Regions from separate parts of the Sus scrofa genome. Here regions 2, 3, 4, 5, 6 and 7 are each linked to region 1. Evidence: chromatin contacts called from public Hi-C and targeted proximity ligation data. All regions are on one chromosome and are shown on one strand. The core of a region is the stretch at or near the end of the contact, and the rest is flanking DNA. Distances in the headings are between cores, read along the strand shown. Region 1 overlaps LOC110260062 (a long non-coding RNA gene). Region 2 overlaps KIDINS220 (kinase D-interacting substrate of 220 kDa). Region 3 has its middle 450 kb from the start of ID2. Region 4 holds the start of ID2 (inhibitor of DNA binding 2, HLH protein). Region 5 has its middle 390 kb from the start of ID2. Region 6 has its middle 360 kb from the start of ID2. Region 7 has its middle 83 kb from the start of ID2.

Region 1 (3,870 bases), core at 614-3,113:
ACTGAGGAGGGAGTTTCACCGCCTGGCTGCACACCACTGAACGCACATCCTGTGCTCTCTTAACACGGGAGTATTTGGAGTTCTAGCCTCCATGCCCGCAAGGAGGGCATCAGCCTTCAGCAGTTACTGGGGCAGCCGGCAGACCAGGAAGCCAAGAGAGTCGGGGTGAAGGGAGAGTGACCCTGCCCCAAAGGCTTGCACAACCCCCTGTGTTTCTTCCTCCCCTGCACTTCCTCCTCAGCCTTCCGGGGGCACCTCTTCGCATGTAAGTTTCTCCTCTAATTGCCCCAAACTGCAACCTGTCCCCCACATTTTACTAACATGCTGTGCAACCTTACACAAGCTACTTAACTGCTCTCTGCCTCAAATTCTTCCTCTGTCAATGAGGATGGTTAAAAATGGTATCTTGTAGGATTCTACTGAAGATGAAATAGGTTGGCGCTTCCCAGGACACTTAGCACAGAGTGAGTTATTTTATATAGTAAATTCTAGTTATTACTCGTTTTTATTGTCTTACGATGTGGTTTCACCCACACTTGTGACCTCATCATAATCTGTAAGCTGATAACCCCGTAGTCTGTCTCCCAGGCTCATCTGTTTCCTAATGGGTGGCCCTGTACAGCCAAAGGGCTTGTGGACACCCCTCTGACCCTCTCCCCATTCCGAGAGTGACAAGCACCACAAACTTGACAGCCCCATCTAAAACTGAAGTCATCATCTTTCCGCAACTTTTCTCTTAGCTCCCTGAGCCGGGTAAAGGGCCCCCCCAGGCAGCAGTTACCCAGGATGGTCATCCTAGACTTGCCCTTCACTTTCCAGCCGAGAAACAGACCTGATAGACAATAAAAGCATCATCACTGGTGGACTCCCTTCCCTCTCCCACCACCATTCACTTACTATTGCTCCCCCATCCATCCGCTCTGCCTTCAGCCTGGATTCCCCACCCCTCCCACTTCTCCCACACAAGAGCCAACACACACGGCTAATCAAAGCCTTCTGCCAGGTCAGCGCCCCCAAGGCGCTCGCTCCCTGGCTCTCCGGGTAATGTCTGCACTTTGTCAGCACACGAGGCCCTTAGGCTCTCCTGACTTTCTCATTTTCATAAACATGGGCTCCACATACTTAGCAGGGAGCAGGCTCCCCATGAACGACTGGAATAAATGAATGAATGAATGAGTGGGCGACTGAATGGATCCTTCATAGGGTCCCATCAGAACGTTCCTCTGGCCATTCTGAACTCTTTCTGAGTCCCTGGAATGTCACCCGGGAAGAGCACCTTCTGCCGGCCCTCATCCCGGTCTGGCTGGCTCCCTGCTGGACCACCAGCTTCCGGGCCTTTGGGTCCAGCTCCCCTTTCAGAGACTCTTCCCTAAAAGTCCTTTGACTGCTGCGCATCCCGCTAGTCCCAGAGTTCCTTGAAGTTAGAATCATTCAATGCTTATCTGGATGTCTCTGCCATAAAACCTAGGCACTGCCTGGTCTGAAGTAGGCATTCCATTAATGATTTCTTTACCCAGGAGTGAATGGATCAAATGCCAATTATGTCGCATAAATAACACCAGCAAAGGGAGAAATCAGTGTGGCTTCTCTTTTTTTCCTTCTGGCTTTATTTCCCCAGGCCTGTCCCGGGCGTGCCGCGTTCTGCCTTGGGAGAATGGGACGAACCTTCTTTTCCTCCCCCTGGTCCCTTCTGCCAGAACTCGCTTCCTGCTGCCTCAGTGACAGACTTTTGGAAGGGTCACCTTTCCCTCAAATGTCTCATGGTGATTAAGAACTATAATTGCCACTGAACAGTCCAGTTGAGCGCAGAGAAAGCCAACCAGCATTCACCAGTGGACTTTAAACGCTGACAGTTGAAACAGCCAAGAAAAGTTCATTAAGCGCCAGCAATAAAAAGCGCAGGGGAAAATCGAGACAGAACAACTCCCTGGGGCATTTCGAGAGCAGGCCTTTGTGATGAAACGTTCCTGGAGGAATCTGGGGAAATGACATTATAGAACTGCAGCAGACGGCAGGCTGGAGCACCAGTGCTACCAGAGCGCGGGGGACACACAGCAACATTCTTGGCAAGGGAAGTGCCACGCAGCCTTTGGTCGGGTGCACACTCAGCCTGACTGTCGCTTTTACCCCACCCCGCCCCCACCCCCGCATCAGCTTTCAGGAGCCTGAGAAATTGGGGAAGCACATGTTTCTACTCTAAGTTTGCCCTGGAAAACCAGGCAAAGGGCATCAGGTCCAATTTGACACATTTTGTCTGTTCTTCTAAAGGAGCCAGGGATCCACAAAACCTTGGGCGTGATACCATGACTGACTTTTAATCAAAAGGATTGTTTTCCTACACAGGATGAGCTGTAAAGCTGCATCTTGGAAGAGGCAGAGTGAAAGCACCCTTCAGAAACCAGAAGAAACCCAGAGTGTTTCAGACATCCGTGAACCAGAGGTGCACCGGGGTATACAAACTAAGTGTGGTGCCCAGGTTATGTCCAAAGCAGAACATTCATTTTTACGGCTGCACCTGCAGCATATGGAAGCTCCCGGGCTAGGGGTTGAATCGAAGCTGCAACTGCCAGCCTACGCCACACTCGCAGCAAAGTCAGATCCAAGCCGCATCTGCGGCCTGTGCTGCAGCTTGAGGCAATGCCAGATTCTTAACCCACTGAGCAAGGCTAGGGAATCGAACCCGCATCCTCATGGACATTACGTCGGGTTCTTAACCTGCTGAGCCACAACGGGAACTTCCAAAGCAGGACATTCCTGAGAACAGAGACGGTGTGAACCAGTCCTGCCCAGGCAAATGAGCAAGCACGGTCCCCTGGCTCTGAACGGTGTCCCTGTGAACTAAACGCTCAGGTAAAGAGGACCAGATGTGCCTAGATTAGAAAGGCCAAAATGTACCTTTCTAAAAAGAACCTTTCTCTGGACTTAGTGCTTTGACTCTTCCTGATGTAGTGTCAGCCCAAATTACCCAGGCATCTCTTATCTGCAAAAGCAGACAATAAAATATGGGAAGAACAGTAAGAGAACTAGGCCAGGGCTCTTATGAAACTCTTTCGCCACACCAGCGTGCTTCTGCAAACAGGAAAGCATTTAGCAAGAGGCGCGCGAGTGAGAGAGGAGCCAGAGGATCCCAAGGTGACTGCCCGCTGGGCACGTCCATGTTTCTCCCCTTTAAAAATAAGCCAGAAAAGTGAAGCCTGGCTGCAGGGGGCCAAGCATTTCTGCACGGCAAAAATAATCTGTACCCGCAAACAGGTGCTGCTGAAAAAGAGGTGACAGTGGTATATGCAACGTTTGGGCTGGCGACTTGAAGGCTTCCTTCAGAACTTTAGAACCAACCGGCAGGGAATTGTCCTTGTCTGAGATTTCAAGGTCAGGTAGTTTGAGACATCTTTCTTCCAGGCCAGACACCCCCACAATAAAAGCAGCCTAAAAATCTGAAATCAAGGTAACCATGGTTTGTTTTAGAAGGAGGAGGACTGCCTGGCAACATACTCTTCTATTCACTTGTACATTTTTTACTCCTGGTTCTTCACATCAAAAAATTAATTGATTCGTTCACTAATTAATTGAAAAAGACCCGAATCCTCCTGACCCATGGTCAATGCAAAGCTAAAGGCGAGAGCCGTCTATAGCTCTCGCACCCCCGTCTCGGTGCCGTTGTCTCGTGATGGTGGCAGAGCCTTGTAAGGTGAATGAGGAAAGCATCCTGGAGACGTTCCTGGGAGGGAGAGAGTTGGGTATCTCCTCCGCAGCACAGCCATCACCAAGCAGTGAGCCAGGGCAGCTGGCTTCGGGCAGCCAGCACGATGCACCCAACAAGAGTGAGCAGCCCGCCCTTCTGGGCTCAGCACACCCACTGAAGGGTGTCGA
Region 2 (3,870 bases), core at 526-3,025, 240 kb after region 1:
GTTCGCTCTTCCTCCAGGGCATACAGGTCCCCGCATTCCCAGGTCCCTTGCAGTTCAGCACGACCAGGTGACTTAGGAAGGGCAATGGGATGGGCAGACACCACTTCCGGGCCTGGACGATACAAAATTCATCCCTATGCGTGGTCCTCCACCCTCTCAACTCCCTATGTATCAACAGAACACAGAGGAGGGAGCAGAGGAGAGGACTCTGCAGCCTCGGAGGCTGGTGGAGCCACCAGAGGAAGCGGGTGGGTCCCTGAAAATTTACCAACTTAGGTAACGTTGAGGTTCAGTTACAGGAATGAGAAAGAAACTTCGAATGTATTAAGTCAATGAGATTTTGAGGTTGCGGTTAGTGGTCAGCCTACCTTAATAAAGAGCTTTTTAATCAACACACAATGGCCCAGGCATGCACAGCATACTGAGAATGGGATCCCAGTATAACACGAGTATTCCAGTCCAAGCGTGTCAGAGTGGTCAACCTGAGATGAGGAGTGAGAGACAGCCCTGAGGGGCGGTCAGCGAAAGCCAGTAACAAACCCTGCTAGACGCTGCGCCAGAGAAAGGGGAAAACCTTCACGTCAGATTTTCTGGAAGTCAAAATGGGCTCGGTCTGGGCTCAGGGAAACAGGCTCGCCACAGCTAAGCTACACCAGAAATAGGTTCAATATCCTGAAGTGAAGTGCAGAACTGAACCACTTCATGTGATTCTGTAATTATATTTATAAGGCAATATCTCCGTGAAGCACTAAGCAAAGGACCTGAGGCACGGGGGGGGGCTTTGAAATACATCCATGAAGTAGAGCATGGAGCCAGCACTTTGAGGCGAGAGAACTTAGCAAGGTGGGCTGTGGGTATTCGTCCCTGAGGGATTTTAACAAAACATGACAGCACGCACTGAACGATTCCCAGAGTCAGAAACGGAAAAGCTTTCGGGGCCAGTTAGCAGGTGGGTGGAAGGTGCCAGCAGAGACTGGGGCCTGTGGAGGACGGCGGCGCAAACGCACAGAATTCAACTGTGGCACCTGCGTGCACCGCGTTCTCTCACTTAAGTACTGCCTGACCCCCCACCGCTGCCTGAAGCCAGGATTGGGCCTAAAAGCTCTCCTGAGGGTCCTTCCCATTCGAACACTCTAAGGAGTAAAATGAGATGAATATAAGGCAACCAAAACAAACCAGAAACAAAAACCCAAGACACAAAAAGAGTGAGAAGAAAAGAACTCAGGTAAAAAATCCCGGGGGAGGGGGGAACCACAAAGAATTCAAAAAGAAAACAATTCTTTAAAAATAAAAGTTTTAATTTGCATTAAGGATAACAATATGCACTCTATAAATTCTCAGAAACAAAGCTGAAAAGGGCAAGCATCGATAACTATGACAATTTTGAAAATAACAATCTAAATTTTTTTTTTTTTTTTTGGCTGTGCCCAAGGCACGTGGAAGTTCTAGGGCCAGGGATTAAACCTAGGCCACAGCCACGACCCTCGCCACAGCAGTGACAATGCCGGATCTTTAACCCGCTGCGCCACCAAGGGAACTCCGTCAATCTAACTTTTCATTAGACAGTCTGACCAAGAAGGTGCTATAAGATAAGAAATGTCAGGTTATGGAGTTTGTTTACATGCTTTTTCTATACAATTTGGGCTTTTATCTAAAATTTCATAAACGGAACATTTTGTTAAAATGAATTCAAGTTTCACAACCACGCTTAGTGAGCAAACAGGCAAAGGTGAACAGATCAATCGTCTTCAATCGACCGGATAGCGGGGTTACTGACCGGTAGGTAGTATCTTCTTTGCCCCTTATGTTTGGTGAGGAAGCCAACTGTGAGAGGTGGCCACTGTCACGAGGAGTGGGCTATGGGTGGGGACTAAGGTCTAGAGCCCTGTTGCCTTGAAAGAAAATGAGGTAAGTGTAAAATATATTAAAATTCAAAAATGACAGTGGGCAATCAAGACGACCTTATTTCAGACAACTCCTTAATTTGAATAATATGGAGCATGTAGTGCTATATTCTTTTTTAAGGTAAAACTGTATTTACTCAAGTTCTAACATTGTTTGATATGCTGTTGTGTGTTTTGTTAAATCCTGGCGAAACTAAGATAGGGTCGTAATATACAGCCCCCGATGTAAATAACACCACGTGAAGCCTGGTGACCCCGGAAACGGAAGACCTAAGTGTATTCTTGGTCAACAAATGACCACCGGCCATCCTGCACCGACACTGTCAGAACAGTCTGTGCGTTTAAACGCAGTCCCTGCCTTTCCCGCACAATATTATTATAATTCACATTTTTGGCCAGTTTGGGTTGGTCCTCAGTCCAGTTAGGTCAAATCACTGCTATTTTTATTGGCTTTTAGAGTCATCCTACGAAGAGCCTGGAAATAACTGTTCTGCTTCCTTAACTAATACTTTTCTTCTTACAGATTTTGTATTTTATTTTATTTATTATTATTATTATTTTGTCCTTTTGCCTTTTCTAGAGCCACTCCTGTGGCATATGGAGGTTCCCAGGCTAGGGGTCTAATCGGAGCTGTAGCTGCCGGTCTACACCAGAGCCACAGCAACGCAGGATCCGAGCCACCTCTGTGACCCACACCACAGCTCACGGCAACGCTGGATCCCCAACCCACTGAGCGAAGCCAGGGATCGAACCTGCAACCTCATGGTTCCCAGTCAGATTCGTTAACCACTGAGCCATGACGGGAACGCCACAAATTCTTTTCTTAATGCAGGGCTGTAAGTGGAACTCCAGGGAAGAGCCCATCACGCCTCCAGCTAGGCCCGCTTCAGAGGTTTCTGCTCCAAGGGCTGGAAGCCCTTTTAGCCCTCTCGCCGCCCCCCCACCCTGCACAGACTTGCGTGTGGACCACGGCTGTGCTTTACTGAGAATTTTCTGTAAGGAGCTCTGGCCGAGTGGGTGGCCTCTAGCAATCATGTCAGCCTTTACCACCTGTTTCTTAAAGCGGTGAGAATATGCATTCTCTAATTGGTGAGGACTGTTGGAACAGCGGCGTAAAAGGAATGGACTTGGAAAACTAATATTTTTTACATACCTTATTTTAAACAGGATCCTCTGAAGATCTATCTAGCTCAAGGGCAGCATTTTCTTCCTAGGCATGAAAGGGTTTAAAATACGTAAGATTTCACATTCTCTTTCTAGTTCATCGGTCTCAACCAAGGATTCTCAACCTTTCCGAAGTGAAGAGCCATTGCAACATCATCCAAGCGCAGGCTCGTGGGTATCTATCAGTTTCTTTCTATGGTTCCATTTATTTGTGTAATTACGGCCTTTGCTTAAAATTCTGAGGTAGGGAAGGGGGTGCGGGGGGGGGGGCCTCACAACCTGGAAGCTAAAAATGCAAGTAATCTCAGAGGGTCCACCCAGGCCAGCCAAGCCCCACCCCCACCCCCACCCCAAGCAAAAGAGCCTCCCCGGCTGTTTCCTCCCTTCTGCCAATTGTCAGCATCATTCTAGAAAGGCAGGAGGGAAGGAGCCAAGATATTCAGTCTCACGTGTTTGTCAAAGAAGTTAATTTTACTGTATCTTCCTTTCTTCCTGCTTATTCCCTCAAGGTCACTCTTCCCTGAGGTAAAGGGGACTGTGCCATCTAGGCCTCTTTTCCTGGTAGGTAGGCTGATTTGCTCAAGAGCTAGCCAGGAACTCAGGGATTTTTAAACTCTACGATACTTCTAAATAGGCTGAGAATTCCTGGTATAACCAAAGAGTATGTACTCTTAAGACCTTTTAAATTTAGTATCTTAGCCAGAAGAATAAAAGACTTAATTTCATTCAGAAATTTTTCTAATGTTAGTATTTGTAAGAAAAAAAAATCATGATTACAAATATAGTTCACTCAGAACTTTAA
Region 3 (3,870 bases), core at 615-3,114, 230 kb before region 1:
GGTTAACATCTGTGAAAGGTCTCGGGTGCACTTTCAGTAGGAACTAATAAGTCCTCTCGTCCATCACCTGGTCACTCGTGCAAGGTGCACGCTGCCTCTTTTCTAGCTCTTGCCAACTCACCACCAACGTCCCAGGCCGCCCCGTCCTGTGCTTGTCCACTGGCGCCCCAGCCTTAAAATCCTTTTCATCCAAGTTTTCCATACACCCATCGTCCAGGGCTTTGGTCAGGGTGATGGTTCCACTTACGGTTCAGGTTCGGGTTACGGTTCGTCTTAGGGTTCAGGTTCGGGTTTGGGTTAGGGTTAGACCTGTGACATCAGGCTAAACCTGTTTGTTATCTTGGTCTCACCCAGAGCAGACCCAAGCCTTTTATACTTAACTGGGCTGCATTTCTGTCCTACTGGCCATAAGCGAGGCACTGGAATCCTGGGCTGTTTCTCTCACTGGCCTTTCTCCTCTGTATGTCTTCTCCTTTACCCTCTTGTGGCAGACCCCTGACGTGAGCAGAAGGCCAGCTCACAGGGCTGAAAATGGCAGCAGACGTGAGGATGAGAACTTTCCTGGCCAGCGCTGGTCCTCACCCCTGAGGACCCCAAGCCATGCGTCTGCCCACCTCTTGACCCTGAGGCTCTCCTTTAAAGGCCACGCATCACGTTGTACTAAAACCGCATGTGCTCTGAGGACGTACAAGGCTCCATTTCTTTGAGATAGTATAGAATTCAACGTCCATGCTTGTCATCACAGCGGGAGAAGAGAAGGCCAGATAGGATGGAAAGCATCTATTTCTCCATAAGGTGAAAACCAACCGCATAGAGAAGATAATGTTTGTACAGGCTCCTCCAAGCCCTGTGTCTCTGGGGCCAGACCGCCTAGGCCCTCCAAAGGCTCCGGGGCCACCCTGGGCGACAGGTACCAGGGCTGGATGGAAGCCCCTAGGACCCTCCCAGCTCTGCCCGTGGAGACTGAACAGAAGATCCAGCAGCAAAGTCTGACTTCATTTCCTTGGTTTTATCGAAGCAGAAGGAAGCTGATGGAGAGCTTTGTTCCAAGTGCTGGCAGTGGGCCTGGGCACCCTGGGCCTCAGTCTCCTCCTCTGTAAGATGGGGGTGATAACAGCACCCCCTCCATGGGCGTGTGGTGAGGATCACAGGAGGTACGACATGCAAGGGGCTCCGGGATTATTCACATCCCGTGAGCCCAACGCATCTGACACCTTTATCACCCCGGGGGCCTCCGGTAGGGGTGGGGTCCACGAGCGCGCAGGGACCCCAGCTCCCCACACGACAGGATGCAGCCCAAATGCTCCCTCCCCGAATCCTTCCTAAACAACCACCAGACACAATCCGAACCCTCCCACAACGGTGATGCTTCTCTGATTCTATACATTGTCTTCAAAGCTGCCTTTGTTTTACCAGAAGAAAACTGTTAATGTCGGAGAAATAGCTACAAACAGTAGCTCCTGTCACAATGAAATTTGAAAGGAATGAGGCCTATGTATTCACATGACCCATGTGTCTACATTTACAGTAAAATTAAAATACACTAAAGAGATGTGTATTGACACACACCCACACAGAATGTTTTCACATTTTCAGCCCGGGGTCCCACCAGGTTTTGTGTGGCCTTTTCAGCCAGGGGAAGGGTTACAATGACATCAAGCTTTATAACTAAAAAAAATACCCCCCCCAAGGTTAAACAAACACATTACTGTTTGGCCATGAACTTGGGTTGTTTCTCACTGACAAAATTTCCAGCTTTGCTCAACTTCCAAAAGAATGTTGTGAAGCGTTTGGACTCTTACCTAAGCCCTGTTTGTCCAGAGGGGTCAGTCTGAAGCCTGAAAGATGTCGTGATCCAGAAAATAGCAGTCATGTCTTCGGCCATCTGAGATAGTCATGGAAAATTACCACACAGATGTTAACACTGGATCTTTCTTCCGTTGCCCAGAGCTCGCAAAGCCTCAGAACGATATCAGAAGGAGGCCAAGAATTGAACGGCTCCTGTGGTCAGTGGAAAGGAAGGTAGTTCTGTGGCCGCAGGAAGAGGCAGGGCCCCCCGGAGTAGGGGTTGGCACAGCATCAGGACAGAACACAGAGATTCAAGCCTGTAAGAGCAAGCGCGCTTCTGCCCTGCCTCTGCCCCCTCAAGCTGTGTGACTGTCACCATGTCACTAGACTACCCTCTGCCTCTTTCTCTTCCCCTGTAAAGTAGGAAGGAAGAGAGTAACTTTTATCGTGTTGCTTCCAGGATTAAATGAGTGAAGTATATTATGGCTTCAGCGCAGTGCCTGGCACAGAATGTATTTGATACATTTTTTTCAAGTAAAACAAAAGGACTGCAAGAAATTGTTTCTAACACTCACTGTATTAAGATGCAAAAGCTAAGAGTCATGTAATAGTGGTCTTCAGGGGGGCAAGGGGCTGGGGAAGTGACTGATTAATGGGTACAGGGCTTCCTTTTGGGGTGATGAGAATGTTCCAGAATTAGAGAGAGATGGTGGTTGCACAACATTGTGAATGGACTAAATGCCTCTGAATTCCACACTTTGACATGGTTAATGGCTAATTTTATGTGATGGGAATTTCACCTTAATTTAAAAAAAAGAAAGAAAGAAAGAACAAAGTTAATGGTAGCTGTGAGCTTACATTGACCAAGAAAAGCAAGATTTCTCCAAGAAACCCCAGCATTCAAGAATGACCCCAAACTGACCTCAGGGTCAAAGCCAGTGGCCTGCATACTAGTGGATTTCCACGGCCCTTTCTCAGTTGAGAGCTGGCACGCAGTCTCAGTGCTTCTTTGGGGCAGGTCACTTTGGCCCCCTCAGAATCATAAAATATTCACCCAGGAGAAAAGATGCTCACAGACCTGGTCTCTCTGCCTCAGTGTAAGACTTAGGACCCAGGATATACGGGAATTTGGGAACCTCCTTCAGAGGTGGAAGAACGGAATTCCGACAGGTTCTTTCCTATAGGGAAGGGCTGATTCAAATGAAATAACTCGAGTAGGTGGAAAAGCACTTCTTGTTCTGTTATTATAAGACAAGACTGCTGTCACCAACTCGGGCTCAGAGAAGTAGTAGAGCCCCTGCCCCCTGACCTGCCCCCAACCCCGCCCCATCATTTTTTTCTCAGAAGGAGATGGAGCAGCAGCAGATCCTCGTGCATCTGGAGGAACAGGCAGCCAGTAAACACCTTGCAAATACACTTTTCAGCACTGAGCCCACACTTGAGCCCTTTGCAACAGCTCTCCAACAGCAGTGCCTTCAGCTGACTTCCAGAATCTCACCCTCAAGGCACAGAGCCTGCTCTGCTCTGGGCCCTGAATCCATGCTGGGCTTGGGGGAGGCCGCCGGGGGTGGGGGGTGGGCTGGGCCAAGCTGCATGCAAGCAAGCAGAGGTCTTCAAACCCAAACACGGTCACATCACTAAAGCATCCTTGCTTCTTTTACAGATTTGTTCAGAGGCTATCCCTTTATTTTGGTGCTATTTCCCCCAATTATTTTTGTGGCTCACACATTCCTTCGTTCCATAAATATTTGCTGAGGACTGTCTCTGCCTCAGTCACTAGCATGCTGGACTTGGAACGTGAAAATAAAGGTGGTCACTAACCCGTTTGGAGGGAGGAGTTCTGTAAAATATGTATTTATAATGCAGCAAGACAGCTGTCACAACAGAGCTGCCATGGGCTGGAGAAGGAGTCCTCCCAACTCTGGGCAAGGGGGGCTGCTCTGAATCCTGAGATTTGGTAGGAAGGCAGCAGACAGGAGGGTTATTTCCTAAAGCGATTGCCAATAGAGGCGGTCACCATCATTCTGAGACTTGAAAACGATGTGCTTTAGGATATTTAAAGTATTATCTCATTGCTGAATT
Region 4 (3,870 bases), core at 845-3,344, 220 kb after region 1:
AACCAGCCCAGAGCCTGGCTGTAGGGATAATGAGGCTGGCAGGGACGTTAACATACGGTGTCCTTGGAAAAAGCTAGGCATGCGTCAGTATCGCAGAGCTGCAATGTCCAAGAATCACAAGTAATAATTTGAGAATCCCAAAGATGTTTGTTTACATTGGCTATTATTGTAAAATAGTCAAAGTATAACATCATGAACCAAAATAGTGTCAAAACAAAATCTGTTCCACTGTGGCACGTATGTGACAGAAACACATGCACACAAAGTACATCAAAAGGCTCGAACTGTGGGGGACTCGGGTATGAAATCATTTCCAGACTTATTATCAGAGGAGAGGTTTTTAATCGAATACTGTCAGGAACAGAATTGCAGGCTTCATTTTCCCGGCCAGGCCCTGAGCAGATTTCTCTGCGGGTCAGAGAACCATCCACTTCCATCCTCCAAAACCAAAGCGGCTGGATTTTCTGAAAGTGACACCCACCTCGTTGCCACCAGCTCTTCCTCCCTGGAGAGAAGCCCTGAGGCAGGCGCATGGCGGCAACTGGTGTCAGAGACCAGACCCTCGGGCCACCAGCTGAAGAGTTAATCATTAATTGATGGAAAAAATACTGTGTCCCCATTATTAAACTTTGCTTTTTCTCCAGTTCTGCCCCCCCCCCCCGCCAAGTGCAAAGGAGATTGAGACAAAACATAAGATACTTAGAGACATCATGTTGTCTCAGATTTTCTAGCTTATTGTATTCTAGAGAAATATGGTTTTCAACACACTAATTTATCATGGTCTTCAGTTAAGCTAGAATTAATGTGTGAATTAACTGAAAAGGATTTGAGCAAGTAACTCCAAGCTTTGTAGAAAATGTAGATGGCAGAATAAGTTCTTCAAGATTTAATAGGGGAAAAGAGGGAAGGAAACAACCTGAACCTGCCCCTAAGGCTAGTGCTGAAAAGAGTCCAAACTTGGTATATGACAGATTTAAAGAACAACAACAACAACAGCAACAAAACAACAACAACAATGTGAAGATATCCACCACTGGCTGGAGCCACCTACCTGTCACAAAGCTTTAAAAATACAGTAGGACTGGAATGTGACACCAGAAATCACGACTTGTGCATAATTAATCACCTTACTTTGCCACCTACACTGCAGAGGACAGACTGGCAGCCTCGGAAGGCAGTGTACGTAAATACAGCTTCCATACGCAAATTCTCCTAATGATTTCCGCTTCGTAGGATCATTATCATAGATAGCCCTTCCTCCTTCTAGAAAAGGAAGCCAGAAAGCGTCCTGCGCTCAGAGCTCCTCAGCGATCAGCACAGGTTCCAATAAGCACTCACTTCACCGAGTTTACAACAACGCCTCCTGCGTTGCTCCGAGTTGCACGATCCCACACTAAACCTGTCGTTGAATGCGCGCGTGGGTGATTTTGGTTTTGTTTTTTACAAAGCTTTTCCTTATCTTAAGAGACCCAACTCACACTACAGACGTCACTTGGCGACGGCAAACTTATGTGCGTTTTCACTTTCTTCAGAAATGCTTTCTATCTTGCTGACATTCCGTGGGGCGCAGGGGACCGTGGTGGCTTTCCCTCCGCTGCGCAGACCTGGCCTCGGTGGCTGTGGTTTTAGGGATGCTCAAAGCCCCGAGGTGTAGAAGGCTTCCTCGGGAGACACCTTAGGGAGAGAGTCCGGCCTCGCCGTTGGGATTAACAGGGGATTAAGATGCACATTGAGGTTCCTGGGGTCTCCCCCTCCCCCACCCTGTCCGCGACCCCCTCCTCTACCCCCACCCGCTTCTCTCCCCCCAGCCCTCCCCTTCCCCTGCGCTCCCCTCCGGCCCGGCGCTTACTGTACTCTATTTACCACCCCAGCTGGGCTCGCGCCGCGGGGATTGGCTGCGAACGCGGAAGGACCGAGCGCTCGCCCCGCGCCCGCGCCGGCCAATGGGGGTGCCCGCCCGGCCTGATGGACGCGCCGCCCTCCACCAATGGGGACGCAAGGCAGCCGGATCGTGTGGCCCCGGCGAGCGCTGATAAAAGCCGCCCGGCCGGGCTCCCTGCTTCGTTCTGAGCCGAGCCTGGTGCCGAGCGTAGGAAGCTCTGCAGGCGGCGGCGGCGGCGGCAGCGGCGGCGTCCTGAGCTCCGGGGCAGCCCGCTCCCTCCTCCCGGTCTCTTCTTTCCTGCGGTCAGCATGAAAGCCTTCAGTCCAGTGAGGTCCGTTAGGAAAAACAGCCTTTCGGACCACAGCCTGGGCATCTCCCGGAGCAAAACCCCGGTGGACGACCCGATGAGCCTGCTGTACAACATGAACGACTGCTACTCCAAGCTCAAGGAGCTGGTGCCCAGCATCCCTCAGAACAAGAAGGTGAGCAAGATGGAAATCCTGCAGCACGTCATCGACTACATCTTGGACCTGCAGATCGCCCTGGACTCGCACCCCACTATTGTCAGCCTGCACCACCAGCGACCCGGGCAGAGCCAGGCATCCAGGACGCCGCTGACCACCCTAAATACGGACATCAGCATCCTGTCCTTGCAGGTAAGACCTGCTCCTGGTGCCCCGCTCGCGGCCGCGCAGCCGGGCGATGCCTGGGCTGCCACTGGCCGACCCATTGTCGAGACCGCCGGCCGCAGTCGGTGACTCACAAATGAGCTAATTAACTTCATTGTTATTAGTTTTAGTTTTTTTTGTTTTTTTTTTTTGTTTTTTTTTACAAATCTGCTGTAGATTGAGTTATGCGGGAAATTGCTGATAGGTTAGTTCTGAGAGGTTAACGCATCAATCTTTGAGTCTGCAATTAGCGTAAACGTCTTTACTGGAACTTGCTGTTCTATGGGCTACTTGGAAAAAGAAAAAAAAAAGCTCTTTCTCCTGAAGTTGTCTAACGTCGAGCCTTTTATCCCCGTTCTCTCGTAGGCTTCTGAATTCCCTTCTGAGTTAATGTCAAGTGACAGCAAAGCGCTCTGTGGCTGAATAAATGGTGAGTGTTTGCTTGTGCCACCGGTCGGTGAACCGGCACTCGGGGTGTGTGCGCGCGCGCGCGCGTGTACTTGCGAATCTGTAAAATGTTGGGTTTGGTAGATGAATGTGTACTTGGTTGTATAACACGTAGTACATTGTTTACGTGTACTAGATGTGAAGAGGCATCTGGCTCCTGTTACTCAAATTCACGGAAGATTTTCCTTAAAAAAAAAAAAAAAAATGCCAGTAACTATGGAAGGTGGCAGAGGAAACTGTGTAACTGTGTCCCGGTTTTATGTGCCAGTATCATGCCTGGGCTGTTTTCTGCTCATGCTCTGGTACTACGAGGTACTAACCCCCGTGTAATTAATCTTATCACCGCAAATTCCATCGGGATCCTCCCTCCCTAAAACTCCAGCCCTCTGGGACCAGGCTAGCCAAGCATTGCTGCCCTGTGCCTCAGCCCCTGTGATGTGGGATTCCGACTTCCCAATCTGTTAACTAAAGGGCTGTTTTCAATCAAATAATTGTTACAAGAAGCAGACTGGCGCCTATGAGCCCTGCCGCTGGAGATCCAAATAGGAGATTGCATTGGGAAGTTTTTCGCCTGAGTCTCTGCTATTTTAATGTTTAATTTGCGCTGTCGAGGCCGAGTGTGTGTCTTGCATCTGTGGACGCCAGGGTTTGCCCAATGTTTGAGTGTTTGGTTAAATGTTCAAACTGCGGCTTCCTCCTGGCGCCAGTCTGCCCGCCTCTGCCCTTAGGTTAAAATCTCCTAAACAGTCCTTTCTCTCTCGATCTTTTGCAGGTGTTCATGACTCTTCCCCCCCCCACACCCACCCCCTTTGCACAACAACAGCAACAAATCCACAGGCTCTTTTAAGGCGCTGAACTTATTTTTCAACCATT
Region 5 (3,870 bases), core at 478-2,977, 170 kb before region 1:
ATGGCATATGGAAGTTCCCAGGCTAGGGGTCGTATTGAAGCTAGAGCTGCTGGTCTACACCACAGCCACAGCAATGCCAGATCCGAGCACATCTGCAACCTAATATAGCACAGGTCACGGCAACACTGGATCCTTAACCCACTGAGAAAGGCCAGGGATCAAACCTGTGTCCTTATGGATGCTAGTCAGATTCGTTTCCTATGAGCCACAACAGGAACTCTCTAACATGAATTTTTAACAAGACCCCTAATGGCTGTGTACTTTGGGGGATGGAGAGAAATGGAAAGGTGTGCCTGCGGGGAAATTAGACTCTGCCTGTAGAACCAGGACTAAGACAACACAAAAAGACCTGATCTCCAAAGCCACGTGCTGGGTAAGTGCCTGCCCATGGGCCCTTCGGTAAATGCCAGTCTACTGAGTGGAATGAAGTCAGGTGGCAAAGCGGAAGGAACACCAAGAGGACACAGTGAATGGCCATAACCAGAAGAAAGCGTGTAGAGTTCGTTTCATCAACTTGATCATCCAACACAGGGCCGTGGACCCCCTGGCTTTGCGAGACGTGAGCAAATGCGGGAAGGATGGAGGGGTCCAGTGGGTCCGAGTGGTGAGCAGGTGGCTCCATGAAAGGCAATAGCCAGAAGCATCACTTTCAGAAAGAAAGCATTCAGGATTCAGGAAAAAAAGCGTATTTCACTTGTTTTTCCCAGGGTTGATGGTGAGTGTTATGTTACTGATATTGGCCCTGAATGCGATACAGGGGTCTCTTTCCGATCAGCTGAGCTTGTTCAAGACTATCTCCCAGGGGAGGTTAAGCTGCCCCTGTGCCTGTCTTGTGCCCTCTCATCACAGAAGGCCTGGCAGTGACTAGAAATCCAGACCTGAAGTCAGGGCCCCCAGGTGTGCAGCCTCAGCCCAGAGATACCCTGAGACACTGGCCAGCAATGCAGTGCCCCCACCGAGCCCCTGGCCAAGCACTGGCCAGGAGCCCGGGGACCTGGTCAGGTTCCCGCTCTGCCACTCACCTTATGTCCAAGCCCTGGAGCGGCCCCTGGAGCTGGTTGGTGTCGCCAACCCTCAGGGCAGGTCGGGCCACACAGCTGCTTGGAACTGGCTGGCACTTCAACAACGCATCCACGAGGAGCAGGCCTGTGGGCCCGAATGATGGAAGATGTGAGCTGCGGGGATCAGATGTCTGCCCTCCGGCTTGTGTGCAGGAGAATCCCCCTGTTCCAGAGCCAGAAGGCCGCTCAGAGGCCCCCCATCCTTCTCACTCCACAGCAGCAGGAGCTCAGGCCAACTGGGCCTCTGGCCACAACTGTAGGGCTGCAAGGCAGACAGGACGGCGGGCGGATGAGGTGCCGACGGCTGCCATGCTGGCAGACGCTACCTCTTCACCAGGCTCTTAGGACATCATCCGAGGTTATATTTAACCTGTCGTCCTGGGCCAACAGCCGCCTCGCAGACATGGAGACCCTGAGATGTTCCTGAAGATTGAAGCCCACTTCACATGCTGGTTTAGGTCACAGAGTGGAAACATCCAGAAATAAGACGTCATGACTCTGCTGACACAGTTGGACGACAGCTGATCCATGTGGAAGGGACTTGTTCGTCGAGCTGTGGGGGCGCACTTTGCGCCCAAGGATTCCCTGAAGCAGGAAATAGTTCCCCACAGTCCCGGCTTTAATAAGTGAAAGAACCAGGCTGGACACTCTGTTCCGTATGAGGCCAATGCCAGGCGTGTCTGGCTTTGCTGTGTTTACTCACGGTCACTGCTTTGTGCCCTACTGCTCCCTTCAAATCCACCTCAGCACACAGCACCATTAAGACACCAAAATCATAACTCATGGTGGACTATCCATCTCCATCCAAACAAGTTTGCTCGGTTAACCTGTCGGACCCCACTGCGCCCTGACTATCTAGCTGACAATCATAGGAGGAGGGATGAGTCCGGTTGGAAGGAAGCACAGGAGAACCACAGCTAGCCAAACCTGGAGGTGGAGGGGGCGGGATGTTGCAGCGCATCTGGGCTCTATAACCAAGATCAGAAGACGCTAGGCCGGTGAGGAGGGGCTGAGAGCATGAGGAAAGAAGGTCTCCAAATATCTGTAATTCAAGGAACCTGTCGGCCCCGTGATGTTGCTCATGCATTTTGCAGTTTGTGTTCATGAGGGGGCAGAGCATAAGCCCCAACCACTCCCACCACCAATCAACAGAAAAGGAACAGACAGGTCAGGAACACGCAGAGCCAGTGCCACCCCCCTGCGTCACTCACTGTTCCTTCCTCCGGATGCTCGCCTCTCACTCCATCCCTCCTCCACCTCTGTTCAAACTCTGCCTGTTCATCAAGGGTCAAGGACAGATCCATGGATGGTTTCTTCCCAGACACATCCCTGTCCGTCTCCTGGAACCAGTTTCCCACTTCTCTGTGGGGACCACTGACTCCTTGAGGAAGTGGACACCTCAGCGCCCCTCTGTGGCTTCCACTCACCTTCCCACTCGGTCCTTGACACGTAGCAGACAAGGATGCCAGTGCAGTTTCAATGAGCTGGACTCCTGGGCGGAGCAGCATCGGGGGACGGATGCACAGGAAGGACAGGTTGGACAGTCACCGCACTGAGAACTAGGGTCCTGACCCAGTGGAGGAGGAGAGCAGCAAGTGTGGGGACCCAAGGGAGTGATGTGGGAGCTCAGATGGCCCAGGTGACAGTCTGGCCTTCACCCTAACCTGGTTCCAAAGTGGCAATGGGAATGCCGTTGTTCTCAGGAGGTCTCGTGAGTTTTACATGAGATAATGTGTGAGAACAACGGTCGGTACGCTCCACGCTGCTTGGAAAGGCTACCATAAAATCCGTACGATTGTACACTGCTACTTGGAGTCCAGTGTCATTGTTTCCCTCCCTCTGTGGCTTCAGGTCATTGACGGCTGATTCTGCACTCAGAGTTGGCTCATTTGCTCCCAAATGATGACCCCCAGACTGGTCTGTCTTTGGGGCTGTGGACAAAACCCAGGATCCCACGCTGACCCATCAGGAAGAGCCCAGTTCATTCGCTGTGGTTTTGTGCTTCCATCTCTTTTCTCCAATGAAGGCCTTGGCCTTGATGGCGTCCAGGACCACCGTCAGAGGTAGAATTCACTGACCAGGCTGAGGGCGCTGGGGCCTCAGGGAAACCCTGCTACACGTGGTCGTGCGACTCCAGGGCTCCTTTTTTTCTTGCTTCTCCTTCTGTAGCTTTAAAGGTCCCATCCAACATTCCCAAGTCCAAGGATCAGGGAGTGTCCCCTCCGTGTCACTTTCTCATGTGCTCTGCCATCAGCACACACGATTCAATCCTTCCTCCCCACCTGGCTTACACACGCATGCAGCAATGACCTTGGTTTTACGCTTTTCTACAATTGCTGCAAAGGAAATGCCAGGGCTTCTGGAAGCAACCTGGACAAAAGAGGCAGTGTGAGCTCAGGCTGCCTCTGTAGGTTGATGGTAAAAGTGCCCATGTTAAGACAGGAGTTATAAAACAAACCGTCTTTCCCCTATTACCAGGGAAAGAAGCCATTTCCCTGCTCCCTGGTGGGGAACTAAATTGAGGACATTTCTTGTGCTCGAGCTGCACCTCTGAATCACAGGGTCAGCGTTACACCCACTGAAGTGCCTGTTGTGCTCTGGACAAGAATTCCAGGCCATCACAGCAGGGGCCTAGAGGAATTCCCAAGGGGATCACCAGGCCTGGCAGCTTTCTGACCTGCCTCCCTTTGAAGCATGATGTGCTGACTGAGTCATTTCCAAATCTGACTGACCCACATTTTCAGTTATGTTCAGTCACATCAAGTCAGCACACAAACGCTGTGCCTCCTCTGTGCTGGGCTCTGGGCTC
Region 6 (3,870 bases), core at 391-2,890, 140 kb before region 1:
AGCAGATCATGGACTTGGAAAGCAGACTTGTGTTTGCCAGGGGAGAGGAGGGAGAGAGGGGGATGGAGGGGAGTTTGGGGTTGGTAGACACAAACTACTGTATTCAGAATGGATAAGTAATGGGGTCTTACTGTACAGCACAGGGAACTGTGTACATTCTCTTGGGTTAGAACATAAAAAACAACAACAACAGCAAACATGGTAGTGAGTTCCTGTCATGGCCCAACAGCAACAATCCCGGCTACTATCCATGAGAATGTGGTTCAGTCCCTGGCCTTGCTCAGTGGGTTAAAGATCCAGCATTGCCATGAGCCTCTGTGTAGGTCACAGACGTGGCTCGGATCCTGTGTTGCTGTGACTGTGGTGTAGACCAGCAGCTGCAGCTCCGAGTCAATCCCTAGTCTGGGAACTTCCATATGTCAAGGGTGTGGCCCTAAAAAAGCAAAAAAAATAAAAATAAAAATTAAAAATTTTAAATTTAAAAACTTAGAACATATATATATATGTATATGTTCTCTTTTAATATATATGTTTATGGCTGGGTCACTTTGCTTTACAGCGGAAATCGAAGGAACATTGGAAAGCAACAATACTTTAATAAAACATTGTTTAAAAAGATGAGAATGAGTCAGAAGAATGATATACGTTTAAAACATGGGGTATCAAATTTGATTTGCAGGAAGAGTCAGAAAATTCTGCTTCCCTTTCCCCAAAACCCAGCCCGTCAGGAGTAAACATTCTGTGTCCCAGAAAACTATCTTGTAAATAGCAATTGTGTAGGACTGATTAACAAGCTTGATGTGTATTTCTGTACGCATGAAGCAAGACTCCATCAAGTAAGAAGCATTCAATATCTCGGTGGGGAGAAAAGGCAAAGAATAATAACTTTTCTTTCCTCTGAGTCGAGGAGCTAATTTCCATGCTGGACAATTTTTTAATAACATCAGATGCACCTTGGGGGTTTGGGAAGTTCTCCCGCAGTTCTGGACTCTCTTAAGTTCTCATTTTCCTTTGAGCTCAGATGAGTCTTTTATCTGTTGTACCCTTAATACTCCCGCTCATCTTGATGTAGAAAAGCTTCATAATGTGAAAGGGAGACGTTTAACAAGACACGAAGCTGATCGTTTTCACAATCAGAACATCTAATTGAGCTATAGTATTCCAAACCACGCTTGTGTGCAGGGAGATAATTTTTCCTTCATTTCCTATTTGATCAAAAAATTAACCTTCATTTAAAACACGGTGGCCTGAAACACTTTTATAGCTACGTTCTCTCTGCCGTTCCCGAGAATTTGAATTTTAAATTTGCCATCCCGGTCTCAAAAAATGAAACACACTGCGGATGCTTCTAGGACCAGGTGTTTATGATCAAAAACAGACATCAGAATGTGACCCATGTCCAAGGCATGCATCTGCCAGCCAGGGGAACTTCTTATTTTCTTCCAAGCGTTGGTGAAGGAACGAGGCTCTGACTTTACATAGTAATCTTTTTGTCTGAAAACCCAAGAGCCCCACAGATAGTCCATTTAACTATCCAAACATTGAGAACATGTATTAAGTATCTCTCTGCATGGACAGCTCAGCTTGGCCGGACACAAGGCAGACTGGGATCCTGTGATGGTGACGCAGACTTGGCCACAGGACAAGGGCAGTTAGGTAATTCACTTGACAAACAGTGCTCGGCACTCACCACGCATGACACATATGTAACCAGAGTGAGCCCCAGTTCATCTGGGGTCACCTTGCTCGGGAACAGCCTGGGAAAATAATGCAAACTTTGGTCTCACACATTGCTGGTATGTCTCCCAATTAATTCAGCCCCTCTCCAAAATACTGCTCACGAGTCTGTGAGGGAGTAAGTGAAAGCAGAGGACCCGCTCTCATAGCTGACTATCTGTTATGGGCCGAACCATGTCCCCAAAATGAGAGGCATTTAAACCCCAACCCCTGGCACCTGTAAATGTGACCTTCCTTGGAAATAGGGTTTTTGCAGATGATTCAACTTGAAATGAGATCATCAGGGTGTACCCTGGTCCAAAAGGACAGATATCCTTTTAAGAAGAGGGAAGTTTGGACACAGACATACAGGGGAAATGCCAGAGATGACAGAGGTGACCATTGGAATGACGCTGCTATAAACCATAGATGTCACCCAGAGGCTGGTCGAGGCCAGACAGGACCTTCCGGCAGGTTCCAGAAGGATCGTGGCTCTGCCAGCACCTTGGTTTGAGACTTTGAGTCTGCAGAGCCATGAGAAAATATGTTTCTGCTGTTTGACGCCACCAGTTTGGGAGTCTTTGTAACTGCAGCCCCAGGAAACAACAGGCTGTCTCGGCCACATCTTTATAACCATGAACCCAGGGCTTGAATTCCCCAGAATACTCCTAGCCTGGTGCCGTCGTGCAGAACAGACTTTCACCTAAGGTTTGGGTATAAAAGAGGGAAACCACTGCACAGAAACAGAGATAATATCCCTTATGCCTGCGGACAGAGCTTACAACCAGCATGACCAGTGAAAACCCTGGCCGAAGTCCCAGGCTGTCACCTTGACTAAGTTGCCAGCTCCCTCCCCAGAGGGCTGCTCCCACTGCCTGCCACCATTCCCCGATGAAACTCCCATTTCTAGGATTTGCCTAGAAGCTCCTAATCATTCTATAGCAGAAAGACCTCCAGACATCAGGGAGGCCCTGTGGGATCTTTCTGTGCATAAGAGTGAAGACCCCATGGACTCAGCCTCCAGGTGCCAGACTCTCCCACCACCGTGATCCAGTCAAATAACCTAAAGCTTCTTCCCTGCGTTTTCCTAACCTGACAGAGAAGCCGGCGGTCCTCACCCGCAGAGACCCTGGGAAAGGGTTTACAAATCCGGCTGAAGAACCTGGGGCATTAGGATCACCTGTGAAGCTTGATAAAATGCAGATTCCTGGGTTCCGGCCCAGGCCTGGTGAATTGCAATTTCTGCAGAAGTTTAGGAACCTGCATTTTAAAAAGATCTTGGTAAATTAGAGCCACAGTGGCCACCAGCACCATCGGCAGCCAGCCTTGCAAATAACAGTGCTTTCCCCCCCTTCTACATAAAAACAGCACAATTAAGTGGAGGAATAGATCAAACCTTCTGGGATGTCCCCTCCAAGCAAAGTCCAACCCCACTGCCTTTCCAAGTGCAGTGACTCTCATGGACCCTCACCCCTGTCCTTCAGCCCCTTTGCCCTTGAACTCGAACTCTGATGTCGCTTCTCAGGAGAGACTTTGGGGGCTCCCGATCAGAGCCAGCCGCTCCTTCCTCTGCTCTTCTCCACTCCAGCAGCCCCCAGACCACGGACCCCTGGGCGATCCCCTCACTCTGGCCTTCCTGTGCTCCGTATCCACTGAGTCACGGTAGGATCACCAACATATATTTCCTAAATGAATTTAATGAAAGGATTCAAATCAAGTTATTTGACTTTATTAGAATTTAACTCTCAAAATAACTCTTGTTCCTCAGCCGATGCACCTGCCCCAGTGTGTGTGGGGACCTACAGATGGTGGCCTGCGCCATTCTTGACTGCTTCTTCCTTCCTCTTTCCCTCCTGTCCTCCCACCCCAGGTGAGAAGGAGTCACCCATCCATTCTGCAAACATTCACTGAAATGCTATTTTGATCGCAGCAACGAGCATACACAATCCAGGGCTCCGTTGCGGATGAAGTCACAGACTTTCGAGAAGAGAGCATCTCTATCCCTCATCATTGGGATAAAGATGGACCAGTCCTGCTGGGTCCAGAGGAGGGAACCTTCCAAGCAGCACAACCCGGTCAAGAAGGACATCACAGAAGTGGTATGAGCCTAGTGTTGGTGCCAGGAGCCGTGGTATCACTCAAGGACTCTGTGGC
Region 7 (3,870 bases), core at 842-3,341, 140 kb after region 1:
GGCAGCAGGCCTAGCCCGCAGCCAAGACCAGGCCCCAGAACACAGCTGGGGAGAGGGCAGCCTGGAGTCCTTCCGAGCCCATCAGAAGTTTTCGTCTGAAATGCAAGGCGGCTGGAGAGCAGCCCTCAGAGACACCAAGCACGGGGTCTGCTCCCCAGCATCCTGTGCGGGTCCCTGCAGGGCAGCAAGCCCAGGAGGTGTGGGGGGGGCGTCCCCTCCCCCAATTCCGGGGGGGGGGCTAGGCTACTGCGCCCAGATCTGTGTCTAGCGCCCCCTGGTTTGAAAAGACACAGGGGTATCGGTCCCCAGAAAAGATACAGGGGTATGTGTTTGTCTTGGCTATTTACTACTCCCCAAAACGCATTCCTGCCCGTTGGGTGTTCCAGTTCAGCAAGTTGCTGAGGCTCGAATCACAAACCCTCCGTCTCCCCGAGCCCCCCTGGAGAGGCGCTTCTGTGAATGGTCATGACATTGACACCTCTCCCCCAGGAACAAAAACTTCAAGAGCAACAAGGCAAATCCCGGGCCAGATGTTGGCTGAGAGGCTCCACAGGTAGGAGCACGCTCCAAATGCACGTACAGCGGAGCCCAGGCAGACAGGCCACCCGGCTGCCTCTCCAGCCTGTGTGCCCGGCGGCCTCCCAGCCCCCCAGTGAGCACCTGACCTCTCGCCCCACCCCCTGTCCCTGCACCCCGGTCACCTGTGCATTCAGAGGGCACCGCTCCAGAATGAGGAGACACCAGCTGGGTGAGCAGCCTTGAACTTCTGCTGTGACACCGCCGCCCGCATTATCAGGCAACCGCCCCTCCTCCAGGCGGCACCCACAGGGCAAACCGGCCAGACGTCATGAAAACAAGAACAAAACCAACACTGGATGGGTTATTTTTATCACCCTGTGGACCTGGAGCAAAGACCCGGGCAGCTAGGCGCACATTCCAGGCCATTTCTCTCATCTGTCCCCTCCCTCTTTCAGTCTCCCTCGTCCTTTGTCCCCTCCTGGGAAACCAAGAAAGTAGATCAGGTCAGAGCCAAGCATTCCTCCTGTTTCTCCTCGGTCTGCGTCTCCACAGGGAATACTAATTAGGCGCCAAATATTCAGAACGGGTAATTGCTACCTGAATTAATGAGGGCAAACAGCCAGCAAGAAAACAGTGGTTTCCGATTTCTGAGAGCTTTCTGAGTCCGGGGCTCTGCTGGGACGACTGCCCCCCCTCCCCCAGAGATGCCCCTGCCCCGGGGTCAGCTCAAACCCTCCTGTGGCTGAGTCACCATCTCCCTCCCCAAACACGCACATGCACGACACACGTGCACACTCATGGCACACATGTACGCACATGCATATGCGTGTGCATGAAATGTACACAGCACATGGCGCACGTACATGCACCCCAGACACCACACATACCACACATGCACACACATCACGCACACCATACACACATGCACACACCACACACCGGAAACAGACAAGGTTTTGAGGAGCGTGGGTGGCACCAGGGTGGTTGCCCCACGTCGCTCGGCTCTGACCCAGGGGCGTAGAGACCAAGCTGAGGGCTGCAGGCAGGAAGGAGAAGGTGAGGAAAGGAAGGTTGACCCTACAGACAACACAGCTCCCAGGAAGGCTGGAGGAGCTGGCTGCAGCCCCAGGACCTACCCCGGGGCTCGGGCTCCAGAGGCACAGCGGAGCGGCCCTGGGGAGGTCACTGAGCCCATCTCAGCCTTGCTGTGTGACCTCCAGGCAGTCCCTTCCCCTCTCTGGGCCTGAGTTTCTGCCCGTGTAGAAATAGAGTGAACCGTTCAGAGGCGCTGCCCTCCAGGAAGGCTTCAGTTCACATTTGGGGTCCTCCAGCACCCCCTCCTTCAGCCCCTCCCCTTGCCCGAGCACTTAGCATAAGACTTCCCCTGAACTCCACAGCCAGAAACTTCCTCTGGGGTGGCCACGGCTCTCTGGAGGCATCCCAATGTCACAGGCAGCTTGGCCAGAGCCATCTGGCCACCAACACTGCCATCAAAGTCACCCAGGGCGCCTGGGCTGTGTCTGGACGGGCAGCCAGTACTGCCCCCGCTTCCACGTGAAGTTGCTATGGAAATTAAGCACGTTGTGTCTACACCACGCAGACAATCCTTCTTTCACTTCTTTATTTAATGGCACATTGTAAAGAGCTCTTGCTGCTGCATGGAGAGCCGTCTTTCTAACAGCCAAACAATATGTCTACCGAATGGATGTATCACAAAAGATCTAAACTGAACCCCTCCTGAGGTTATCCCACTTCAGGTATTTCCAACCTTGGGCTTTTACAAACCCTGCTTATATGTACTCATTTCGAATAAATAAGAAGTCCTCTGTGTGTGTAAATACCCACATATGTCTTTAAAGGTTCATATGTGCCGAGGAACAATCTGGAATGCCACCCACCAAGTTCACTGTGTGACTTCAGAGGGATAGTTTTAGGGAAGAAAACTCACATTTTTACAAGCAACTCTCACTTTTTAATTTTTTCCAAAAAAGGAATAAGTCGAGGGGCACGTAAAACAAAATGCAGTCACTCCTGAACCTCTTTCGCGGGCACAGATGTAGCAGCCGCAGAGCCTGAGAACACGGAGCGAGGGAGGGCGGCGGCGTGTCCAGGAGGGGGAGGCCAGGGGCCTTCCTTGCTCCATGAGGCTGGCCCTCCCCGAGGTGGACAGAGGGCACCGGGTTCAAATCCCACCTCCGCACACTAACTGGGTGCAGGACTTCGGTCTCCCGTGTATAAAGCAGGAAGCAGAGGGGTACCCGGCGGCCAGGCTGCCGGGAGATCAAACGGGACAAACCGACAGGAGAGCAGCTTGCGGCCGTCTGGGTCCAGTCCTGCAGCTTCCTTCCCCGTACGATGTCTGCTCCTCAAACCCTCTCTCCTGCCCAGCCTCCCACACGGCCAGACGCAGTCGCAGTGGGGCCAGCAAGGAGGCTGCTGGCGGCCCACCCACCCTGGGCCCTTCCCTGTCAGAGAGGGAATGCCTGGCAACAGCCAGGCTTTGGCACAAACCCGAAGCGGACGCGAGCACATCTAGAAACCCCAAGACGACGAATAACGGAAACGATCTCCTTTGTCACCAGGAAGATGGCAAGAAACCTATCGGCCAATGTTTTCAAAACATCTTTTTCAGGAAGACTCTGTAAGCCCAAGCGTCCAGAAATCCAGCAGCTGCGGGATGGAGGCGGGGGAAGGTTTCCCATCATCCCCAAGGTGAGCATAAAGTTCGATGATTGGTTCCTTCCATTGCTGCGTGATGGATTAGGAATCAGGTCTCCTGAAATTCAAATGCAAAGGGAGACAGAGATGGGAGAGCGAGCAGGGGGCCAACTGGCCTCACCCTTGGAGGATCCACGGTTGCCAGCGCCCAACCAGGCCACCAAAATCAAGGCCAGCTCAGCCACGGCTGTGTGACCTTGGGAATCAGAGACGTGAGCCAAAAGGCCTGGGTTCCCCACCTGTAAGGAAGCAGCTCCGTCCTTGTGGGCGTCGGGAGGCCCCAAAGCTGAGGCGCTAAGAGCAGGACTGATGGATGCCCGCAGGGTCTGTCGTGCCCGCGTCCCCATGGGTCTCAGAGAGGGGCTGGGGGCGTATGCCCAAGGAATCACATGCAGCCTATGACAACCTGGGTTTGTGCGTCTGAAGGCCTTGAACCGCCTGCCAGGAGCCAGCCCTGGTCCCCCACTGGCTCGAATCCCCCACGCTGGGGAGGAAGCTGTCCAGAATCCCTCGGCCACCAAGATCTGCAAGGACATCCCTGCACCCTCGACCTGCTCCCCGTGGCCCTCCCCTGCCCTCCCCCCGCCCCACCAGGCACTGGGAAACAGCCCTGGGCTCTCTCCCAGGAGGCTC

The links. Hi-C and Micro-C count contacts between places; a contact is called where the count stands out from the background.
Region 2: a contact with region 1 is called in a Hi-C map of liver, with 10 times the contacts expected there. A contact is called at or near these places in 1 of 47 Hi-C or Micro-C datasets (liver) and 1 of 2 datasets of targeted methods (alveolar macrophages).
Region 3: a Hi-C map of liver shows a contact between it and region 1, with 14 times the contacts expected there. A contact is called at or near these places in 4 of 47 Hi-C or Micro-C datasets (fetal liver and liver).
Region 4: a contact with region 1 is called in a targeted proximity ligation map of alveolar macrophages. A contact is called at or near these places in 2 of 5 promoter capture datasets (both in liver), 6 of 47 Hi-C or Micro-C datasets (embryonic fibroblasts, fetal heart ventricle, liver and 1 more) and 1 of 2 datasets of targeted methods (alveolar macrophages).
Region 5: a Hi-C map of liver shows a contact between it and region 1, with 6 times the contacts expected there. A contact is called at or near these places in 3 of 47 Hi-C or Micro-C datasets (epiblast stem cells and liver).
Region 6: a contact with region 1 is called in a targeted proximity ligation map of alveolar macrophages. A contact is called at or near these places in 2 of 47 Hi-C or Micro-C datasets (both in liver) and 1 of 2 datasets of targeted methods (alveolar macrophages).
Region 7: a targeted proximity ligation map of alveolar macrophages shows a contact between it and region 1. A contact is called at or near these places in 1 of 47 Hi-C or Micro-C datasets (liver) and 1 of 2 datasets of targeted methods (alveolar macrophages).

What each region holds. Positions count from the first base shown.
Region 1 is chr3:127,718,619-127,722,488 of Sscrofa11.1, reverse strand. All of the region lies in intron 1 of LOC110260062 (a long non-coding RNA gene), which reads right to left. Among named protein-coding and RNA genes, the nearest start is that of ID2, 220 kb to the right of the region's middle.
Region 2 is chr3:127,475,161-127,479,030 of Sscrofa11.1, reverse strand. KIDINS220 (kinase D-interacting substrate of 220 kDa) reads right to left here. Exons shown (of 30, transcript XM_021087893.1): 29 at 3,058-3,114; 30 at 1,285-1,892. The coding sequence ends at 3,064. Among named protein-coding and RNA genes, the nearest start is that of ID2, 26 kb to the left of the region's middle.
Region 3 is chr3:127,947,120-127,950,989 of Sscrofa11.1, reverse strand. No RefSeq gene overlaps it. Among named protein-coding and RNA genes, the nearest start is that of ID2, 450 kb to the right of the region's middle.
Region 4 is chr3:127,501,431-127,505,300 of Sscrofa11.1, reverse strand. It overlaps ID2 (inhibitor of DNA binding 2, HLH protein), which reads left to right and starts at 2,094. Exons shown (of 3, transcript NM_001037965.1): 1 at 2,094-2,538; 2 at 2,917-2,980; 3 at 3,770-3,870. The coding sequence starts at 2,191. The coding sequence ends at 2,973. LOC106509912 (a long non-coding RNA gene) reads right to left here and starts at 1,792. Exons shown (of 3, transcript XR_002342872.1): 1 at 1,052-1,792.
Region 5 is chr3:127,888,243-127,892,112 of Sscrofa11.1, reverse strand. No RefSeq gene overlaps it. Among named protein-coding and RNA genes, the nearest start is that of ID2, 390 kb to the right of the region's middle.
Region 6 is chr3:127,863,086-127,866,955 of Sscrofa11.1, reverse strand. No RefSeq gene overlaps it. Among named protein-coding and RNA genes, the nearest start is that of ID2, 360 kb to the right of the region's middle.
Region 7 is chr3:127,583,807-127,587,676 of Sscrofa11.1, reverse strand. No RefSeq gene overlaps it. Among named protein-coding and RNA genes, the nearest start is that of ID2, 83 kb to the right of the region's middle.